2 separate regions of the Mus musculus genome follow, and region 1 is linked to region 2. Evidence: chromatin contacts called from public HiChIP or PLAC-seq data. All regions are on one chromosome and are shown on one strand. Each heading gives the region's core, a stretch centred on a gene start, on an enhancer-like site or on the middle of the called end of the contact. The rest is flanking DNA. Distances are from core to core; before and after follow the strand shown.

Evidence for each region. HiChIP or PLAC-seq counts read pairs in DNA pulled down with a chosen protein or histone mark.
Region 1: a FOXA1 HiChIP or PLAC-seq map of pancreatic cancer cells shows a contact between it and region 2. The contact joins two enhancer-like sites. A contact is called at or near these places in 3 of 115 datasets of contacts at active chromatin or transcription factors (embryonic stem cells, large pre-B cells and pancreatic cancer cells).

Annotation. Positions count from the first base shown.
Region 1 is chr7:81,317,806-81,322,788 of GRCm38.p6, reverse strand. Pde8a (phosphodiesterase 8A) reads right to left here. Exons shown (of 22, transcript NM_008803.3): 15 at 3,673-3,721; 16 at 3,331-3,466; 17 at 1,939-2,137. Among named protein-coding and RNA genes, the nearest start is that of Rps17, 25 kb to the left of the region's middle. Within about 2 kb of position 2,853, at least 70 of the 459 cell types and tissues checked have an H3K27ac peak or open chromatin away from gene starts, as enhancers often do. A contact at or near this core is called in pancreatic cancer cells, where this site is marked.
Region 2 is chr7:80,834,074-80,839,321 of GRCm38.p6, reverse strand. No RefSeq gene overlaps it. Among named protein-coding and RNA genes, the nearest start is that of Zscan2, 24 kb to the left of the region's middle. Within about 2 kb of position 1,376, at least 73 of the 459 cell types and tissues checked have an H3K27ac peak or open chromatin away from gene starts, as enhancers often do. A contact at or near this core is called in pancreatic cancer cells, where this site is marked.

The sequences.
Region 1 (4,983 bases), core at 1,604-4,103, 480 kb before region 2:
CTCAACCATGTGTAAACACCACAGGCAACAGGAGAGCTGGGAATCTGCCTGCGGGAAGAGCACACCTACGAGGGGTCCAGCCCTGAAAACATACATACAAGTAACGTTAAATGGACTCAACAGGCAATACTTAGAAATATATGCATAGACAAATACGTGTCTGTATGCACTAAGTTGATGGACAAGAGGCCGTGGAGTTGAAGGTAACAAGGGAAGGCTTGGAGGGAGGTGAAGGAAGGTAGGAATGTTGTAATTATACCCCCCCCCCCCCAAAAAAGCTGGAGCCAGGGATGCTCTTGCACAGCTTTGATTCCAGCACTTGGGACACAGAGGCCGCTGGATCTCTGAGCTGAAAGCCAACCTGGCCCATATGAAAAGACTGTCTCAAACACATTTTTAAAAAAAATCTGTCATTTTTGTTTCACTTCTTTGGGAGCTAGAGGCAGGAGGATGTGAGACCAGCCTCCACAACACCATGAGTTCAAGGCCAGCCTCAGCTACACAAGCTCAAGATCCTATCTCAAAAATAGCTACTGTCTTAGGTCAGCAACAAACTACAGCAAAAAGTGTCCCTTTAGCCCATACTCCGTCCCCAACACACACCCCCTCCCTGGCTACTTGTCTCTGCTCAGGGAAACAGCCTTCTCTCTCCATCCTTAACCCGGCCTTGGCCTTGGTATTGATCTTTACAATATAAAGGCACTGGGCTCGAGATTAGCGCCATTACTTGCCCAGCAAGCACACGGCACATAGTCCACACTGTCCTAGCTCTCTTTCATCTGTGATGAAATACTGACCAAAACCACTGTGGGGAGCAAGGGAGTGTTTTTACTTTATAGATACATCACTGAGAGAAGCCAGGGCTGGAACTTGAAGCAGAAAGCACAGAGAAACACTGATCGTTGGCTTGCTCAGCCTGGTCTTTTATACACCTCAGGACCACTTGTGCAGGAATGGCACCACCCACAGTGGGCTGGGAACTCCCCCTCCCATGTCAATCATTAATCAAGAAAATGTCCCCATTCATGCTAACTGGACACTCTGATGGAGGCAATCAAGTTGACAAAAACTAACTGGTACAAATACCCAACTCCATATTAAAAACAACAAGAAATTGGTGCTATCACAGAAGGACCCAAAAGACTTAGATCTAAGTGGTCCGACCCTCACAGGTAGAAATGAACATCGCTGGACCCGCCCTGTGCCAGGGCATCCTCCATTTTGTTCTCCACACACCAGCTCCATGGTGTATCATGTAGGATGCACCTGGCTCTGTGTGGCTGTAGCCATTCTTGGCCCCAGACAAATGCTTCAGACACTGACGTATGACCTGAATGGTTTGCCTGCATGTCCTAGGCACAGGGAGTGAAGAAGAAAGGGGAGTCCTTCATGGCGGTGTGGCACGGCAGTGTATCACAGTGTTTGAAGTCTGAGTGCCTGTGGGGCAGGAAGCGGCTCAAGGCAGTGATGGGCAGACATGCTGCTCTGGAAAGAACACAATGGCAGCACTGTGCGAATGCTGTGAGGGACCAGGAGAGAGGAGTGACCTCCCTCCTGGGGCAGGAAAATTAGAAGCTCTGTCTGAGTCAGATGGTTAGCCAGCAGCTGAGGGGCTGAGGGGCGGGGCAGGGCAGGAATGGTCAGGACTCACAGCACAGGTGAGGGGCTTAAAAGAGGCTCAGTGTGCCCTTAGGTCCAAACTGAAACCCCTCTCCTCCACGGGGACAGCCCTGTTCTGTCTCGGTTGGTTTCTCCTTGAGGACTCATAGACTGGCGGAGACTGCAGATTAACCTATCAGCTGCTTCCTCGCCTTCCATGCTGCACGCTGCACGGGTGAGGACCACTCTGGTTATTACGGTGCAGTGAGGGCAGCTGAGGCGGAAGCCCCATCTCTGCCCACTGTTGCTGTTGAATGAGGAACAGGAACGCTAGCTCACCTTTATTTTGTCTCTGGAAAGGAAATACGCCGTGGCGTGAAGCACATCCGCAGCGTGTGTGGAATTGTGGTAGGGGTTAGAAGAGTGGTAGTTGGATTCGATCATCTGAAACCAAGATCTCAGCGTTGTCTCAGAGCACTGTAAGAACTCACACATTCCAAAACGCGCAAACGTTTTCAGACCTAGATAAATCAAAGGCCTACAAAGAAAAATATGCACAATATAAAATAGAGCAAAAACCAGTTACCCGAGTTCTGAAGAGACCCAAAGTACATTCAAGCCACAGTGCAGAGTACCAGGGCAACTGATCTGCACTGCTGCACTGTATTCCATGTGGGCTGGAGGCCACACAACGGTTTCTTTCTGCCTTAGCCTGCTTTAGGCATCTTGATTTGCTGGGGTGAAGTTCCCACCCTGCTTGCATAAGTACAACCTTCAGAACCCTGCCTTTGCCAGACTATACAGGCTACCTGTAATCCTACCCTCACGTGTTACTTCTGATGGCCTACCTAGAGGAAATACCACCAAAGTGTGACATAAACCAGACGCAGACACACTCAGGTGACTAATCACCTCAGCAACTTTATAGTCTAAAGTTTAGACTTTACCTCGAGAAATTGACCAGCTACTAGCAAGCATGCCTTCCTTAGATTTACTGACTTGACTTAGAAGGTTAAGAAATCAGCCCACAGAAGCCATCTCAGAGGTCATCACAGACCTCGACCTGGCCTGCCTTCCACACTTTGGAAGCTGTGATGGCTCGGAATGTAAACCAGGGGCTCAGGGGCTCATTGCTATGGGATGTGCCTGGCCACTGCTAGGCTGTGTGCGTGGGAGTCTCAGTGTAGACAGCTCACCCAGTGGGGTGAGACCGGTGAATCATTCCACAACCTAGCAGAGCCACCCTCCCCAAACTGAACCGCACTCCTGGCTGGCACTGGCTGTGGGTGCCCAGCCCTATGTGCCAAGATCCTGTGGTTAACAGCTTTTACTCAGCAAAACCCAAACTCCCAGTCAGCCACCATAAGCCGATGAACATAACTAGGGTGGAGTCTTTGTGTGGGCCACCAATATGGCAACCAAGATTTGAGGCTAGTTTTATCAAATGTGTAACTAACCATATTGGTTCTAGGTTTGGAGCAGGAGACTCTTTGTTGCTACCTTATATAATACCACATACTAGAGAAATTAGGGACTTGTGTCACAGGAAAACCTGCTATTTAAGGAAGCCATCAGAGCTGGGCAAACTCTGCCTGGGGCCTACTGACTCAACTTGAAGTCCCTCTCCTCCTTCCTCAGCCTCTGTCCCCACCCCAGGAATGGCTCTGCACACACCTCTGCTGCTTGGGCGGGCGGTTCCCTGCACAGGCCTTGGAAACAAGCTCTACCTACCTATTTTGGGTTGCTACTTCCAGCTCAAAAATGTCAAAGTCCCACTGTTCTTCATTTTCTATGGCCAGGGCAATCCGTGGTGGGACATCATGAAGGGAGACGGGGGTGGCCAAATTGTTTGAAAGTGGTGGGAGGTCTGCAAAGTAACAGAATTTGGAAAACGACGACGACGTTAACAGGTTCGTGGCATTTGGTGTTTGGGGTAGGCCGTGCTATATCAGAAATGGCTGCTTTGCTTCTGAGGCTTCACGGCGTACCCAGAGCTTACTGATGAGAGCGAGCATCATCTAATCTGGGCCAGAGTATTATAGCAATGTAAGAGATTAAAAACAGAGAACTTACTTTTTGTTGCAAGAATATACTCATTTCCTGAAAACCTTCGTAAGCCATCCTGGTGAAAATCAAGAAGACAAGAAAAGGCATGGTCACATGGTCTTCCTTCCTGACTGCATAACCCAGATGGACAGCCCCAGAGAGGACAGTCCAGCACAGCCCAGTGCAAGGCTGCCCAGCCCAGCAGGCTGACCACTGTGGCCAACTCCAAATTTAGTCACCTCCTGGGAGCTGCCCTACTGCTGGAGCCCAGGCTCAGGCAGGATGACCAGTGAGCTGACCAACTACTGCCCACCATAGTGACAACCACCCTCTGCCCTCAGGTCACCCCCATTTTCTTCTTCTCCAAACTCAGCTGTCTCAGGAACACTTCTCTCTCACCTTCTGAGTGGACGCCTCCCTCGTCCCTGAGGATGGGACTAACCACTCAGTACCCCATGTGCTCTCGGGGCGCCCTCTCCCCATGAGCTCCAGGACACAGGAATCGGGAGGGAGCAACTTTTATTTCTAAGACGGCAGCAGAACAATGGTAGTTGTCTTCGCTTGTGAGAGTGCTGCTCTGCACTGGCTGAGGTGGTGCCTGGGCTCCTCAAGAATCCCCATGTAGTGACATGTCCCTTTTTTGTTTTTTTGGTTTTTTCGAAACAGGGTTTCTCTGTGTAGCCCTGGCTGTCCTGGAACTCACTCTGTAGACCAGGCTGGCCTCAAACTCAGAAATCCGCCTGCCTCTGCCTCCCAAGTGCTGGGATTAAAGGCGTGTGCCACCACTGCCTGGTGGTAGTGGCACATCCTTAATGCCTTCTTCCTAAACAGTTATCCAAAGGCTAGTGGGGCGCCCTGGCCCTTTTTAAACACATGAAGGCAGGAGCTAGTCTCCACTCTGCAGTGCATCGTGTAGCACTCCGGCAAAGGTGTGTGGTGTTCGTTTGCTTTGTTGGCTCCTTTTTGTGCTGAGGATAGAACTGAAGGATTTGCACCCTACCACCATGGTTTTTCGTCTTCCCAAGACAAGCCAGGTGTGGTAGTGTACACACTTTGTCAGAGACAGGTGGATCTCCATGACTTCAGGCCAGCCTGGTCTACCTAGCAAGTTGCAGCCAGCAAAGGCTACATGGTGAAACCTTGCCTCAAACAAACAAACCAACAGAAAACAACAACAAACGACACTTTAATACAATTGAAATGTCTTGTAAAACCCTATGTGACCCTGGAGAGGGTTATCAGTGGACCGTCTACAACACTGTTGCTTTCTGCTGCTCCAAGCTGAGGATTCCCTGGGAGGTAAGCAGCAGGCAGCCCCATAGTCTAAGTACAGCAGAA
Region 2 (5,248 bases), core at 127-2,626:
CAAATCAAAAGCAGACAGGTAGACAAACAGGCTTGGGGGATGGCTCAGTGGATAAAGCACTTGGAACGTAAAAATGTGGACAAAGTTCCAACCCGTGGAACCCATGTAAGAGCCCTGAAGGCCTGCTGACTTCCTGGAACCCCAGCATTGGGAGAGAGCGCTAGGAGGTCCCTGAGAGTAAGCTTTCTGGTTAGAGCAGCTAGAATTGAGGAGATCCACATTCAGCCAGAGGCCCGGCCTCTATAGAGGACAAATGAGGAGGGCACCAGATGTGAGCCAGGCCTTCATGGCCAAACACATAAATTCAAACATGCGTACACACATATGCATGCCAGAACAAAAAGAAAGAAATTATTGAAAGTAAAAGTGTCTAACTAAGACTGGAGGAAGCAGAGCACTAGGACAAGCCTGGGTTTCAACCCTGTACATTGGGAGGGGGAGGGGGAAATACATAAATGAATGAATGAATGAATGAATAAAAATGCTTGAGGGATGAGTGGGTTGCACACACCTTCAATCCCAGCACTTCCGAGGCAGAGGCTGGTGGACCCAGTCTGGTCTACAGAGCTAGTTCCAAGGCAGCCAGAGCTACACATAGCAACCCTGTCTCAAAAAGAAAAAAAGAAAGAAAAGAAAAATGTTTGAGACTTTTCTCTTTTAAGGATGCTCACCTGGCAATTTGTATAACATTACATTTCAGAAACACCATTTCCTTGGCCGGATTTCAGGGTCTTTCTCCACCTCACAGGGAAAACGCTCTCCTTTCTTCTGAAGTCCCTGGCTCCATCCCTATTTCCCTAAACAAGAGCACATCCTCCTCTATGCCCATCTCCAGCAACTTCCTCCTCTTAGCCCTCCCCCAGGGCGTGGTCCCCCTGGCAGTGCCACCATCTGTGACTGGTTTTAAAAGGAATGTTCTTTCTCGGGTTCTAGCTTGCCACCGGCCTCTAGGCCTCTATTCTCATGTGCTGTCTGTCCGTGGGATGGCAGCAGGAAGCAGGTAGCAGAATCTCATGAAATCCGACCTCTCTCTGTTCTGCAAACTTCCCAGCCACCAAAATTCTCCTCTTTGCCCCACTCCACCGCCGCCTTTTTTTTTTCCCCCAAACTGGATGTGAGGTATACCACTGAACACAATTTAGTGCGGTATAGGTCTCAGCACAGTGGAAACTCTTTCTGCAGGACCCAGCACTTCTCCAGCGGATGATGGGGGATATTTCTGATCCCATAGCCTTCAGGGATGAGCGACTTCTCAGCTACCATTGTCTTCAGATTCATCTGCATTAAACTTGGTGAAGCTGCACTTCTTTGCGTTGTGAATCATCTGTGGCCAGGCAACTTGAACTTGGCAGGGCTTCAGTCACGTGTTCCTTACTCTGCAGCTTGGTGAGAACTGTCGGTCGGGAGGTCGGGATGACTTGGCCAATATGAACCCTGGCCACTATGCTCAGAGGCTTCCCAAAAGCACTCGACACTGAAAGTGGAGCCTGTCAGCCCCACACAGCACAGCATCTTGTTGATGCAGATGGTGTGAAAAGGGAGTGACCTCTCTCGGATATGAAAGCCATTTTTCCCATAACCCTTCACAATGTATTTGTCGCCACTGGGAACGCCTGGGCAGAAGCGAGTGTCCCGTAGTGTCTTTGTGATACCTGTAAATCAAATACGCGAGATGTCAGAGCAGGGGCTGAAGAGATGGCTCAGCGGTTAAGAGCACTAGCTGCTCTTCCAGAGGACCTGAGTTCAATTCCCAGCAACCACATGGTGACTCACAACCATCTGTAATGGGATCCGATGCACTCTTCTGGTGTGTCTGAATACAGCTACAGTATACTCATATAAATAAATCTTGAAAAAAAAAAGATATCAGAGCAAGAGATGTGAAACTCACCTCAGAGCCCTCTGCAGAGATGATGCCCCAGTTACTCTACCCTGCCCTTTAAACAACTCGAAACAAAACCAAGACACCTTAGAGGTGCACACTTGCTAGCCCAGCACTCAAAACTGAGGCAGGAGGATTTTGAGTTATGGAGTTCCAAGTCTGCATAGGCTAAGCAGAGACACCTTGTCTCAAAACAAACAAAAACCCACAAGAGATTTATGTTTTGTTTTGGTTTGGTTTGGTTTTGGTTTTTCGAGACAGGGTTTCTCTGTATAGCCCTGGCTGTCCTGGAACTCACTTTGTAGACCAGGCTGGCCTCGAACTCAGAAATCCGCCTGCCTTTGCCTCCCGAGGGCTGGGATTAAAGGCGGGCGCCACCATGCCAGGCTTGTTTTGTTTTTAAATGCAGATGTGGGTGCATAAGCAAGTTTGTGGAGGATCAAGGACAACCTCAGGTGTCATCTTCAGGACATAGTCTATCACTTGTGAGACACGTTCTTTTGTTGGCCTGGAGCTCATCAATGGATTCTACTGGGGTGTAGGTGAGATGGGCAAGCTCTTTACCAACTAAGCCATCTCCTGAGCCCCAAGAGCTCCCGATTCTGATTGGCCCAAGTGTTTGTTTGTTTGTTAGTTGTTCTTTTTTGAGATGGGGGTGGTGGCTCAGACTGGCCTCCAAAGTGCTGTTCAGCAAAATAAGTGACCTTTAACCTCCTGATCCTTCTGACTCTACTTCCCAAGTCAGGCTTGCTCCATTCTGCCTGGCCCCGCTATACAGCTTTTTCTATTACAGTGGTTCTCAACCTTCCTAATGCTGTTAATACGGTTCTTCATGTTGTGGTGACCCCCAACCATAAAATTATTTTTTGTTGCTACTTCATAACTGTAATTGTGCTACTGTTATGAATGGCAATGTAAATGTCTATGTTTTCTGATGGTCTTAGGCAACCCCTGTGAAAGGGTCATCTGACACCTTCCCCCTCCCCCAGAGGGGTTATTGCAACTCACAGGTTGAGAACAGCTGTTCCATTACAAAAAGATATGCAGCAAAACAGTAATAGGGAGTTTTGGGCTGTGGGTTTTTTTTTCCTAAACAGACATGTCTCCAACCTTTCCTTACATGTATTTATAGTTTTAGAAATGAACTTATTATGTATTTATAAAAATAAAGCGTTCTGTTGGAAGAAATGAGAAACTTCCCTGGGGAAGGGCTGTGTGAGTTCAGCATGAGTCATTATTAAATAGAGACTCAGTTGTCTCAAAAGAAGGCAATGCATGAGGGTCACGACCGCTTCATCATGGGGCTCCCAGAACAGAGAAGTCTTTTTAAGAGATGTGGAGTTCAAGGGCAGGAAAGGAAGTTGGTTTTCAGTTCTTGGCAGGAGGTAGTGGGAAGTACCATAGAAATCTACCTCCCCCCACCAAATAGAGGGTCCTTAACTCTGTTATCTGTAAATAAGTCCCCCCTCCTTTCTCTTACTCCCTGACCCTCAGGGTCTTAAGTTGTTCAAACCAGCCTTAGACTTCTGAGCCCAAGGAAAATCCCTTCACTGTCTGGAGTGCCAGAGCCTGCGTACCACCCAGGCTTAGAGGGACAAGCCCACTAACGGAGATTCCCCACCACCACCTTTGTGTATGTTTGTATGTGTAATATATGAATTTGTGTGGTTGTGCTTGCTCCTGTGGGAGACGGTGAGTGACACCAGAGGGTGACATTTGCCTGTCTTCCTCAGACACTTATCATCTTTTTTTTATAAATAAATTTATTTACTTTCATTTAGGGTGTGTGTGTGTGTGTGTGTGTGTGTGTGTGTGTGTAAGCCACATGTATGCTTGAGCCTTTGGAGGCTAGAAGCAGAGTTTCAGATCCCCTGGAACTGGACTTCCAGGCATCTGGGCTGCCTGATGTGGGCTGGGAACTGACTTCAGGTCCTGCAGAAGAGCAGTGAGTGATCTTAGCCATTGAGCCAGCTCTCCAGCCCGGAGGGGATGCATTTAGGAAGAAATGTTTCCATTATTATACTATTGTGATAATCCTCATGTGACACATTTCCTCCACTAAACATTAGATGTTTTGTTTTCAATTTTACCTAGAAGGAGAACTGGGCCTGGCCAGATGGCTCAGCAAGTGACGTGCACTTGTCAAACAAGCCTGACTAACTTAAGTTCTGTGCCTAGAACACACATGGCCTTTGACTTACACATGCATACACAGACACACACAGATATACATGCTGACAGATATAGACACACAGAGATATGCATATATACACACACACACATAGACACACACAAATAAATATATTTTTTTTTATTTTAAAAAAGGAGAAATTGGGAGGGGATATGAAATTTTCAGAGGGGAAACTAGGAAAGGGGATAACATTTGAAATGTAATAAAAGAAAATATCTAATTTTAAAAAAGGAGAAATTAATTAATTTCCAAGTTATTCACATCGGAAGTGGCTCAAGTTAAAAGGAATTTAAACTAATTGTTCTATTTTTATTAATAGTAAAAATGAAAATAAATTATTGTTTCTAAATTTGTTCACTTTTATATGAATTATCTGAAATCTCTCAATGAATAAAATTAATAAATAATTCTTAAAATTAACTTAAAATTAATGTGTCTATTCAAAGGAATTTAAACTAGAAAATATTCCTAAATTTATGTATATAAATGTGTTTGTGTATATAAACATAAATGGTGTCCTTGGCTAGTTTTATGTCAACTTGGCACAAGCTAGAGTCATCTGAAAGGAAGAAACCTCAATAGAGAAAATACTTCTCAAAGACCAAGATGTTTTCTTCTTCTTCTTCTTTTTTTTTTTTTTTTGGAAAGATGTATTTATTTTATTTATATGAGTACACTGTAGCTGTCAGACACAGCAGAAGAGGACATTGGATCCCATTACAGATGGTTGTGAGCCACCATGTGGTTGCTGGGAATAGAACTCAGGACCTCTGGAAGAGCAGTCAGTGCTCTTAACGGCTGAGCCATCTCTCCAGCCCCCTAAGATGTTTTCTTAATTAGCGATTGAAGCAGGAGAGCCTGTCCATTGTAGGTGGTTTTATCCCTGGGCTGGTAGTCCTGGGTTTTATAAGAAAGCTGGCTGATATTGCTAGGACAAGCCAGTTAACAGCACCCCCCCACACACACACACCCTACGCCCCCCCAACCCTCCAGCCCCCCCAACACCCCCCCCCCCCAACTCCCGCCTCTGCATCAGCTTCTGCCTCCAGGTTCCAGGCCTGCTTAAGTTCCTTCCTATCCTGACTTCCTTTGGTGATGAACAGTAATGTTGAAGTATAAGCTAAATAAACTTTTTCCTTCCCAACTTGCTTTTTGATCATGGTGTTTCATTCAGG